Linked DNA regions of Sus scrofa: region 1 is linked to region 2. The links are chromatin contacts, called in public Hi-C maps. All regions are on one chromosome and are shown on one strand. The core of a region is the stretch at or near the end of the contact, and the rest is flanking DNA. Distances in the headings are between cores, read along the strand shown.

What was found. Hi-C and Micro-C count contacts between places; a contact is called where the count stands out from the background.
Region 1: a contact with region 2 is called in a Hi-C map of mesenteric adipose tissue, with 2.7 times the contacts expected there. The contact joins two enhancer-like sites. A contact is called at or near these places in 1 of 5 promoter capture datasets (fetal skeletal muscle), 20 of 47 Hi-C or Micro-C datasets (alveolar macrophages, brain, embryonic fibroblasts and 13 more) and 1 of 2 datasets of contacts at active chromatin or transcription factors (skeletal muscle).

Annotation. Positions count from the first base shown.
Region 1 is chr9:49,111,402-49,116,784 of Sscrofa11.1, reverse strand. It overlaps LOC106504205 (a long non-coding RNA gene), which reads left to right. Exons shown (of 2, transcript XR_002335697.1): 1 at 1-5,383. Among named protein-coding and RNA genes, the nearest start is that of MIR125B-1, 4.6 kb to the right of the region's middle. Within about 2 kb of position 1,789, at least 13 of the 83 cell types and tissues checked have an H3K27ac peak or open chromatin away from gene starts, as enhancers often do. A contact at or near this core is called in fetal liver, mesenteric adipose tissue and omental adipose tissue, where this site is marked.
Region 2 is chr9:48,664,278-48,669,459 of Sscrofa11.1, reverse strand. The region is part of intron 1 of LOC110255448 (a long non-coding RNA gene); the gene reads right to left. Among named protein-coding and RNA genes, the nearest start is that of SORL1, 230 kb to the right of the region's middle. Within about 2 kb of position 2,474, at least 57 of the 83 cell types and tissues checked have an H3K27ac peak or open chromatin away from gene starts, as enhancers often do. A contact at or near this core is called in fetal liver, mesenteric adipose tissue and omental adipose tissue, where this site is marked.

The DNA of each region.
Region 1 (5,383 bases), core at 540-3,039, 450 kb before region 2:
GCTTCAAACAGAAATGAAACACCTTTGGAACTCTTAGAATGGACAAAACAAACCAATTGGCTATTTTTCAGAAACACAAAACATGAGTATAGGTGGGACCTTCACCCGGTATAGTCATGGACAATGGGCTGCAATTGACCATTTATTAAATGCTACTTTTATGTGGCATTTTACTGAGTATTATTTCAAGGGTTATTTTGACATGAATCCCACTCTCTCCAAAAGTTACTATCAAGATCCCACTTACATTAGTGTAAAAGTTAATTTCAAATCTCCTTGGTGAGCTCCTGCCATGTGCCAGGCGCTGTGCTGGGTACTGGGAATAGAAAAGTTACCACAACAAAGCCTTTGTCTTCATTCGCCTTAGAGTTTGGAGGTGGAGACAGCATAATATTTAATTAGGGCCAGTACCACAGCATCTTCTATCCTCTCACTAAGGAAGTCACACCACTTACTATAAGGCCTGACATATCGTCAAGGACTCAGTAAATATTTATTGGATAAAATGAATTTAGGTGAAAAAAAGGAATAAATGCTGAGCGAAAGTATAGGGTGCTATGCAAAATACAAAGAAGGAGAAACTTGACTAGTTGGCGAGGACTCACTACAGAAAGTATCGTTTACACTGAGCCAAGCAATGAAAGAAAAGAATGATGAAAACACCAGGCTTATGGTGTCAGACCTACATTCAAATCCTAGCTGTGTCACTCATGAGCCTGGCAAGTCTAGCTACTCCAAACCTCATTCTTTGCATCCATAAAATACTGAGGGCCGCAGTATTAGTATTAGGGCCACACCCGAGGCATATGGAGGTTCCCAGGCTAGGGATCTAATTGGAGCTGTAGCTGCCAGCCTACACCACAGCCACAGCAATGTGGGATCTGAGCTGTGACCTATACACCACAGCTCATGGCAATGTCGGATCCTTAACCCACTGAGCAAGGCCAGGCATCAAACCCTTGTCCTCATGGATACAAGTCAGGTTCATTAACACTTGAGCCACAACAGGAACTCCTGGCTTCAGCTCTTTTTAGGTGCGTTTTCAGGAAGTGCCCTGCGATGACCAGGATCGCTGGCTGTGTAAACGTGGATAGAAAAGGGTGGTACTGGGGGAGACACCAGCGGCAGCTTTTGAATTTTCAATCCAAGACATGAGATAGGACTATATTTTGATATGGAAAAAAAATGTCCAATGAGAGGGCCCCCCAAAAAGGACATGGTGGTGGCCAGAGGAGAGAGAAACTAGGACATAAAAAGATTTTAGGCACAAAACTTGAGGGCAGAGAGAACTAGAGGTGTTTAAAAAACAATGATGGGGGAGGGAAAGCCATTGATTGGGCCTTTGAAACCCCGCCAAGAACCAAGAGCTGGGGCAGTGGCAGAGGGGAAGGCCAGGTAGGGCAATTCAAGCGGAAATCTGGCTCCCTCCAGCTCAGCATGGAGCAGGCCTAGAGAATTTGCTGCAGTGGGAGGTGGGGCCAGTCTGGCACAGTCTGTGGGTTTGAAAGGAGCTGGGCGGGTTGGAGAATGCCAGTCAGCTTTTGTCGTTCTGAGCTCAGAGAGGGGGTGACAAATACTGGGCTTCAGGTCAGAAGCCTGGCTTGGGTGGCTTTTGGAGAAAATTTCCCTCTGCTCCCAAACTCTGAACATGCAGTCCTCACACCACAGGCCTCCGATCACAGCTTCAGCACCTGTCTCAGAGGCCATTCTCCAGGAAGGGTTTCAGCAGTGGTACCTATTGGCTGTCTTACGGCGCCCCTTTCCTTTCCTATGCCCTAGAGACCATGAACTGGGCTGAGTACAGCATCTTTGCATACCTTCCCTCACCACCCCCCATGCTTCACATCTCCCAGACTCCTGGGGTTAATCCCCAAGACAACCTTGCTTTGAAAGAAAAAATGTGGTGAGCCTACTTGAAGATTTGGAGCCCAGAAGTCTCTTGTCTGTCCTGCCTCAGCCAGACCCCAGACACCAGGCTCAAGGAGGTGGACGTTCACAGAGAAAGCAGCAGTAAGTTCTTGCTGTTGTTTGTTTTCAAGGCTTGGTTGCTCTTCAGAATTAGAACCCCCGAAAGCATAGGTCTTTCTTTTTCTTTTTTTTTTTTTTTTCCTTTTCTTTCCCCTCTCTTTTTTTCCTCAGCAAAAATTTATAATATATCTCCTTCCCCTCCTGGGGGTGAGTCATAAAAGCAATTGAATTAGAAAGCACTCCTTCGTCGCCTCTCATAGCCTGCGTTAAAGATATCTGAAGTTGATCTGTGTGCGCCTCTTCTCCACATGGTCATATTTGAACTGTGTCTGCATTTGTGAAAATAAATTGTACTGATGGTGGTTCTCCAGAATAAACACTAAATAACTGGCTGATTGATTGTAATTATGATGAATTTGTCCCAGGACTGGCAGGGACGTCTTCGTTGGGGAGTTTTGTGCCTATTTGCTGCTCATCAAAGGCAAGGATAGACAGACTTCGGAACAAGGGTGTGGTCTCGCTGATTCAGCTTCCTTCCCAGCCCATCTCGACTCCCGCCTTCTGCTCCTCCTCCTCTCACCCCACTCCTCTGATCCATCCTGAGGCGGCTGTCAGGGCAACAGCATCTACCTGTCTTTTTTCTCACTGCCTGTGTTAGACTCGGTCAGGTCAGAGACCACTCCCCGTAATCAAACTCATCACATTTGTGATCTCAGCATATTTTCCATCCAATCAAAATCTCCCTCAGCTTCCCCTACCCTGGGATTATTAGTCAACAAAGTAATAACAATAATAATACTGCATTTAGAAGCTCCTTAGCATATTTCATCTCTGAATGTCTTACAGATGTTAACTAGTTAATCTTCATGACACTCTATCCAGGAGCAGTAAATATTATTAACCATGATAGAACATATATATATATATATATATATATATATATATATATATATATATCTGCGCTAAGGACAGCAAAATAGTTCACTTATTTATCACGGCTCACTTGATATAGTAACTGGTATTTTTTAAACACCCATCATAGATACAATAATTAGAGATGTGCTTTTGTTAACAAAACCACTACCCACTTCTAGCGTACCCCTGGGTACTAAATAATTACCCACTTTGTGTGGTTATCTAGCTCACTAATTACCCACAGAAATTGGGGTCAGGTGTTAACTGCTTGAAATAAGTATCCTCCAAAGACATCGCTGAGTTGTATAGAGAAAATGATGTGTTCATAGCAAAACTTTTATAAGTTACATATTTGTATGTCTTAGTAAGCAGAGTGCATACAGATGGGGACAGACTAGCTTCGCATGTGAAAAATCATGCTGAGCCATTCTTGCCAATATATAAAGGTTTAGGAGGGTCTCTGGAAATTTCCTTCTCTGTCTACCTTTCCTCCTTGAAGATGAGTGCAATCTGATTCCCATAATCTGGACCTCATGTAGGAGTACGCTAAGACAATTGATGTTTCTCGTTAGGAATGATTCATTTTGGTGTTACAGGGAGGCACCCAGTGAGTCAAAGATTTTTTTTGACAGCTCCACCCTTTATGATTATTCTAGCATGTTTCTTTTTCTCCATCAGTCTAGTGCAAACACCCTATTAGCCAAATTTGAAAAAGATTCTAACCTAGTCTCTGGCCCCTGCCAACCATCTCTTTCTCCTTCCCAATAATGACAGAAAAGAAAAAGAAAAAAAAAAAAAGTATTACAGGAAACCCAACACTATGATTGTAGGTCTTTCTCTTTTTGCCTCAATTTGTTCTGCTTTCCTCTCTTCCCTCTCCCTTCTTCCTCTCTCTGCATCTCCTTCTCATTTGTGCTTTTTCTTCTCCTTTTCCTTGGCATCCAGCCCTGCTTCTGCAGGTCTCACAGTCAGAGACAAAGCACAATATCTGAGTTGAGCACAAAGAAGCTACCTTTAAAAACATCGACTTGGAAGAAACCTGTAACCTCAGCTCCCTCCCTCCTTCCCTCCCCCCTTGCTCTCTACAGAACTGCCGTTATATCTAACACGGTACAGCCTGTTGTTTGCATGATTCTAGCCACAAAAACCAAGTGCAGCTGGCAATATATCCACTGTTTGTAGATAGGTAGAGACCCTCATTTTCAAGAGATACCTGCCTTACAGGATCCTTGTGTAGCTGAGCGTTTAAAATGTGTGCCAGCAGAAATGATAGGAGATGCTCCCATAGTCAGTTTAGGATGTCTTTCATTTTTTCTCGTGCCACTTTTTGGTCATCTGAAGGATTCCTTATCATTTATTATGGGACTTTGGGCCAATCATTGAAATGTGTATGGATCTGATGGGCATTTGAGGAGAAATGCTTCAGGAATAAGGAAGATGTCTGCAGTAGAAGCGAAAGGCTAGGATGAGCTACGGTGACTGCTAAGTTCATTTCAAAATCCAAGGGAACATACGTGGTAATCAGTACACATGGCAGAGTCAACGCTCCAAACCCAGCCATTGCAAGGGACCAGAGTTTTAGCATTGTAGCCATCACATGCCTTAATAGCGTCTGTGTATTTTAAATACAGATTTGAATCACTGCTCTTTTATCCTTCTGAATGTCGGTATCAAAGAAGTGTTTAGGCATTGTTGACTTTCTGTCCATAAAGAAAACCCACCAAGATTTCCCAGATATGCATACATGTTTTTTAGATGCCCGTGGGATACCGACAGAACAATTAGGCAGAGAACTGCACTGTGCTTGCTCCTCTTTGCTCCCCCCCAACACACACCACCTTTTTTTTTTTTCCCTTTTAGAAAATGTGATACCTGATCTCTGGCTCTAGCAGGCTAAGGATTTTTTTGTATTTGTATAAGACAATGTCTGGCCTTCCCCCTAACCTGCTGGTGTATTTTTGGTCTCATTAGTAGTCAGGGAGAAGCCTTAGTGAAGCCTTAGTGCATCCGGTGCTGGGAGTCAGGGATAAGACACACGACAACAGAGAGAGGGAGCGGGCGAGAGGATATTAGAAGAGAGGCTTGTCTCCAAGATATGGAAGGAAGTGAGAAATGACAGGACCGCAAGCTTTGTATGGAGGAGCCGGTAGGGCGGGGGCGCCGAGAGGAGCGCGAAGTGGGTTCTCAGAAGCCGTGGAAGAGCTAAAGGTGATTAGAGGGGATATTGATTCCTTATTCTGCCAGAGATTTAAGCAGGCATGCGAGGAATCTGCACCATGGTTGGCAAAAGGAGACCCACTGCCTCCTGTAACCAGACACTCGGGCTTTCCAGGAGCCTAGGGAGAGAGCGGAGAAGAAAGGGGGCAGTGTGGTCTAGGAAAATTCAACTTGTCGCTGATTTGTGCCTGATGCTTGCTGTCCGTCAGCAGCCTCCCTTACAATCTTTTTTTCCTCTCGCTCCCTTTTTTTTTCTTGCCTTCTCCTTCTTCACTGAAGCCTA
Region 2 (5,182 bases), core at 1,225-3,724:
GATTTTTTTTTTAATTTCCATATGTACAGTACAATCACCTGGGGGAGACTAGGGATTCAAATTATGATGTCCATCTCCCACTCCATTTCCGTTCTGATTTCAACATCTGTGGGGTAGTGTCCAGACAATTCCTAAATAGCCAGGGCTGAGAATCCCTGGATCATAGAATCTCCAAAAGCTGATTCTCAGAAGGGAATAAAGGTAGTGTGGCAGTAGAGAGGAATACCAGAATTTCTCAACCACCCTTAAATATACAAAAACCTGGTAAAGCAGCATGCCATAGAAGTTCTCCTGTGGTAAGGGATCTGGGGTTGCCACAGCTGCAATGCAGACTGTAATGGCAGCCCTGGGTTCGATCCCTGGCCCGAAACTTCCACATGCAGGGAAAGTAGCCAAAAAAAGAAAGAAAAAACAGAAAAAAATATCATGAGTATCATGCTCACTTGTTGGGCTGATTTCCCCAAGCTGAGCAACTGCTGGGATCCAGGTGTGGCTCTGACCACTGACAATCAGCATCTCCCCAGCAATCTGTGCATTTTTCAAACTGAGAGAAAAATGACCAGCAGCTTGGACCCCTAAATATTCTGGAAGTGTTCAGCCAACTGTATGGAGGTCCCATCACCCCTCCTGGGTCTAATCCGGGCAGCGCAGTGGCCACTGGAGCAGGCAGGAGGGGAGCAGGGTCCCAACCACATCTAACAAGATGGCCGATCAGCCTGCCTGCCTGACGCCAGCACTAGCCACCAGCCCCCAACACGCAGGACATGAAGCATCTGCCAGGCGGGTGCCGGCTTTTGATCAGCAGCATGTCGAGCCAGAGACCTGCAGGGAAACGGCCAGCCTCCCGGGGCCGGCCGGCTGGAATCTCTCTGTCCCCTTGAGAGAGGGGCTTGAAGGATCTGAACAGATTTAAAAGTGGGGTGCAGGCAGAGGGACGGGGAGCGAATGAGGGCGGCTGTCTCCTAATACCAGGTTACTCCCTCTCCTCTAAGGAAAGCATGACACCCTTTCGGTTCCAGTGATTGGAGCAGGATTCCTTGGCTGCCTTAGCACATGGGGCTACTCTGCTCCTGAGATCTGAGAGTCCTTCAGCCTCTGCTGTAAAACCTGAGACCTCCAGAGCGGGTGCCTGGTTTCCCAGCTATCAAGGCACCAGGGTGTGGCAGTGACCAACTGCAGCAGGGCTGTTTACAAGACACTTGAGGCCCCTGGCCAGAAGCCTTCAGGACGTCCTGCGTTTTCTAACTGGGGCCTTCAGCTGATAGCTTTAGGAAACCCCCATCTGTGTCCTTAGCATGGAGGCTGGGGCTACCCGTCAAAGCCTTGTGTTAAAATACAGGCCCCTCCTCTCAGCCCCCTTCCTGAGCCACCAGGCCAAGTGCAAGCAGAGGTCCAGCCACAGGCAGATAGCATGTGTTTTGTGTCTCACAATAGCAGCTACGTGACTTGAAGGGCTCTTCTCTTAGAAAACCAAATGCCCACCAGTTTTGCTTATTTGCTCTAACCTTCAAAGAGCCCAGAGGTCCTTTCCTAGTTCAACAAATAAATCCAGTTCCATTCTAGCAGACTCTGACCCACAAGTTCTATTGTTACGCCTTCCCTGAATTTCCCCTGTTCCATCCCTCTCAGCACTTCAGCCCCAGGCAGCTAACCCTTCTTTCGTTTGGGGGATAAATCAAACTCTGGGGGTTTTTTTTGTGTGTGGGTTTTTTTTTTTTCCCCCTAATTCTTTCAAAGCGTAAGGAATGTTGACACCCCCTGAAACATGCCTCTGATGTCTGGTTAGACTTCAGACGGCTGTATTTGAACGCGTGCTGACGCAATCGGGCAGATTGGGTTAAACCAAATATTACAATTGCAAGAACTCATCTGGAACTAATAATTTTGAGGCCACCGAAAGTAAAAGGGCCCAGCTTTGGGGCGGCCAGCGGCAGAGGCCAGGCCAGGCCGATGCTGCCACCTGCCGTGGGCGCAGGGAACAGGGCGCGCCGCCCCGGCCTTCCTGTTTTGTTCAGAACGCACTGGCTCCCACGCACACACGTTCCGCAGCCAGCCAGACCAGGGTTATTTTAAAAAGCTAGCACCTCTCCCCAGCCCTCGGTGTAAAGATAGCTGGTCTGGCCGCCCTAGCTTTGCTCTGGGGGGAAAAAAAAAAAAAGACAACCTCCCAATTACAGAGCCAAGGCTGGCTACAAAGGCAGTTGCACTTGGAGCCGGATGAAACATGTGCCCTTGGATTGAACAGATCATGTGTTAGTGGCTCACTTAGGAGAAAGGCTCGTTCAAGGAAGAATTTTTATTTTGTGGGGGATGAAGAGAACGCACAACTCTGGGTTATGTCGGCACACTGCTGAACTGCAAGTCACATGCCAGATCCAGAAATGATGAAAACATCTGTTTTCGCTTTAGACCAGCAAGGCTCTGGCGGTGGGGAGGGGCGAGGGAGGGAAGGGCTGGGTTTGCTCACCAGCGCCATCTGCTGAGCCTGGTGTAGAAGCGCCTGCGTCCCAAGCACAATGCAGGTTGCCACTCACCCCAAGAGGAGGGGAGATCAACAGGTGGGGGGAGCGGGGGTCTCTGCCCCGGTGATCACTCGCCTTGGAGGATAGCCCTGATTTTGCCCTGGGGACTGTGCAATTCCGTATTGCCTCGGAGTGTTCACAACAAAGAGCTTTGTCCCTGGGGACTGCTCTGGGGCAGAGGAGGAGGAGGAGAGGGAGGCAGCAAATGAATTCCCAGGTTGAGAAGGAAGGAGGTAAAGGGGGAGGAGAGTAGCTCGTTGGTGGTTTGCAGACAGTAAAATTTGCTGTTCTTTCTGGCTGAAATCTACCAGAACAAAGAAACAGCACCGTGTCTCTCGGAAAATTCCCAGCTGCACTTCTCCCAGCCTTCCCTCTTGCCTGTTATGGTGGCTTTCACTCTGCATGTGTGAGAATGTTCCAATAGTCACAGAGATCATTCCCGACAGGCCAGGGTGGATTAAGCCTTGAACGTGAAATCCACCCAGCCTCCTATGAATGGAGGGCTGGGGGTGGGTTCTGAACAGGAGCCATCCTGACAGCCAAGCCACTGCCTTTTTTCAATGTTCAGCAAATATTTACTGCCTGCCTGCAAGGTGCCCGGCACTCACTCAGCACAACTATTTGTCATAAAGTTTTAAAAACAATACAAATATGTCAGAGGAAAATGTATGTTTAATGTCAAGTGATAATGACAGCTGTGAGTTTAGAAAGAGTGAGGGGATTCCAGACCCTCAATTGACCTTTTCTCAGTGTTTGGGTGCAATTCTGAGAAGTTTGAATCCCCCAATCATCCCTTGTGTAGTCTAATTCCCTAAATGGCTAGTTTCAGTCACCCTGCTTGAGCCTTGACCTCCATTTCTATAGTCTTAAATCCTTCTCTCCAGTTCCTGGGGAGCTCATTGCCAGAGGAAAACACTGTCAGGGGACCATCCAAACTGCATCCTATCACCCCAAATCTGAATTAGGTGGATCCTAAGCTCAACAGCCAGGCATGATCCCTGAGCAAGAAGCAAAATTCTGAGATATGAACAGAGCTTCCCAACAAAATACAGGTTGTGAGGGCTTAACCTACAGGAGAAAGAGCTTTGGTCAAATGAAAAGATCCAGGCTTGCTGATCTCACTAAGTCTCTTTACCTCCCTTACATGCATCTACTGAACACACCCTCAGCCCTCTGCTGCCTACTTTGGAGGTTCCCAAAAGAGGAAAGTCTGATAATATGACTGGAATCCATCTATCTGCTTCATTTTTTCCCACCTTACCTATAAACTCCCTAGTTCAGAGGGAAACCAAGTTTCTCCATTAGGGCTAAATCTTTCCCATTCTTCTGTTTTATCCCCCACCCCCACCCCCCCAAAAAAAAAATATAGAAAGAGCTGCCCTCTCTCTGGGTCTGGGAATCTTATGAGCATGAGCTATTCTCCTTGCTTTGTTCCCTGCAAATAAACACTGTACTTTCCTTCACTACAACCCGGTGTCAGTAAACTGGCTTGGTTGTGCAGTAGGTGAGTAGACCTGAGTTCAGCAACACTACCATCTAAGGGATGAGTCAGAAAAAGGTTCATGCCCATTTCACGGCTGAACAAATAACGAGAACCAGCTCAGTCCTCACAGACCTTGCCATGCACTAGCTATATCCCGGTAATCATATCTGTTTCTGTAGGACCCAAGTTCTTAAATTGTTAGGACCCAAACTCATCCTCAAAGCTGCCTGCAAGTCAAGGCTGCCCCTGCTCTGGTGGTGGGAAGGTTTCTAGTTCAGGGGAACCATGCAAAGCAATACAATCAACTTTAGTTTTTGCAACAAGAGATTAGAACATGAGACTTTATTTTAGTCTGGTTGGATATTGATCTGCCCTGGAGAATTTTGATGAATTTTCTTTGTTTTATAAACTGAAGAAATCTGACAACGGGCCCCTATTTCTTTTCAGGACTCTTTTCCTTGAATTCTTCTGATTTTTACCTGGTTTTGCAACAGGTCTGTCTTTTGTTCCATGGGGGGGAGGGGGGCAGCTCGATATGGAATTTGTCATGCTGCACTGACATCTTTGAGCTCAGAAGTTAGTGTGTTTGGGCAACATGCAGCAAAATAAAATTTCTGAACTAGACTCAAAGAATAAAGTAGAAATCTGCGGGCAAAAAGGCGTGGCATGAAAATCAACAGTGGTCATTTTGTGCTTTACCAGGTATAAGAGGCCAGGCTTCCAAACTATCTTCCCAGTCCTAGCTAGACTCTCTTTTCCTCATTATCAAAATAAATTCTATTGCCCCACTTCACTCCACACATCTTGGTGTGATTCTCTTCACACAGAGAAATAACCTTTGTTCAAAGCTCCGCTTTCCTAAGCTGTGCTGAATTCTGCAAGATCACTCTCCACGTACAAGATTAGCACCTCCTTTCCAGCTCCAAATAGACTATAATCCAAAAGCTGCTCTTTTAAATAGCGGTTTCTTTTATACTTAAATTCCTAAATAAAAGAAACATCAATGCTACTGCTACTCTCCCCAGTTAAATCCGATTTGCAAGATGTGCTGCCTGCTCAAAAATCAGAGTGTGAGTTGGAGGCTGGGCTCCGGAACACATTTGGGATTCTCCAGTCATTCTCTATCTGGAGGGCCCTCCAGTGGCCAAAATAATACCTGATATAAACAAAGACCACC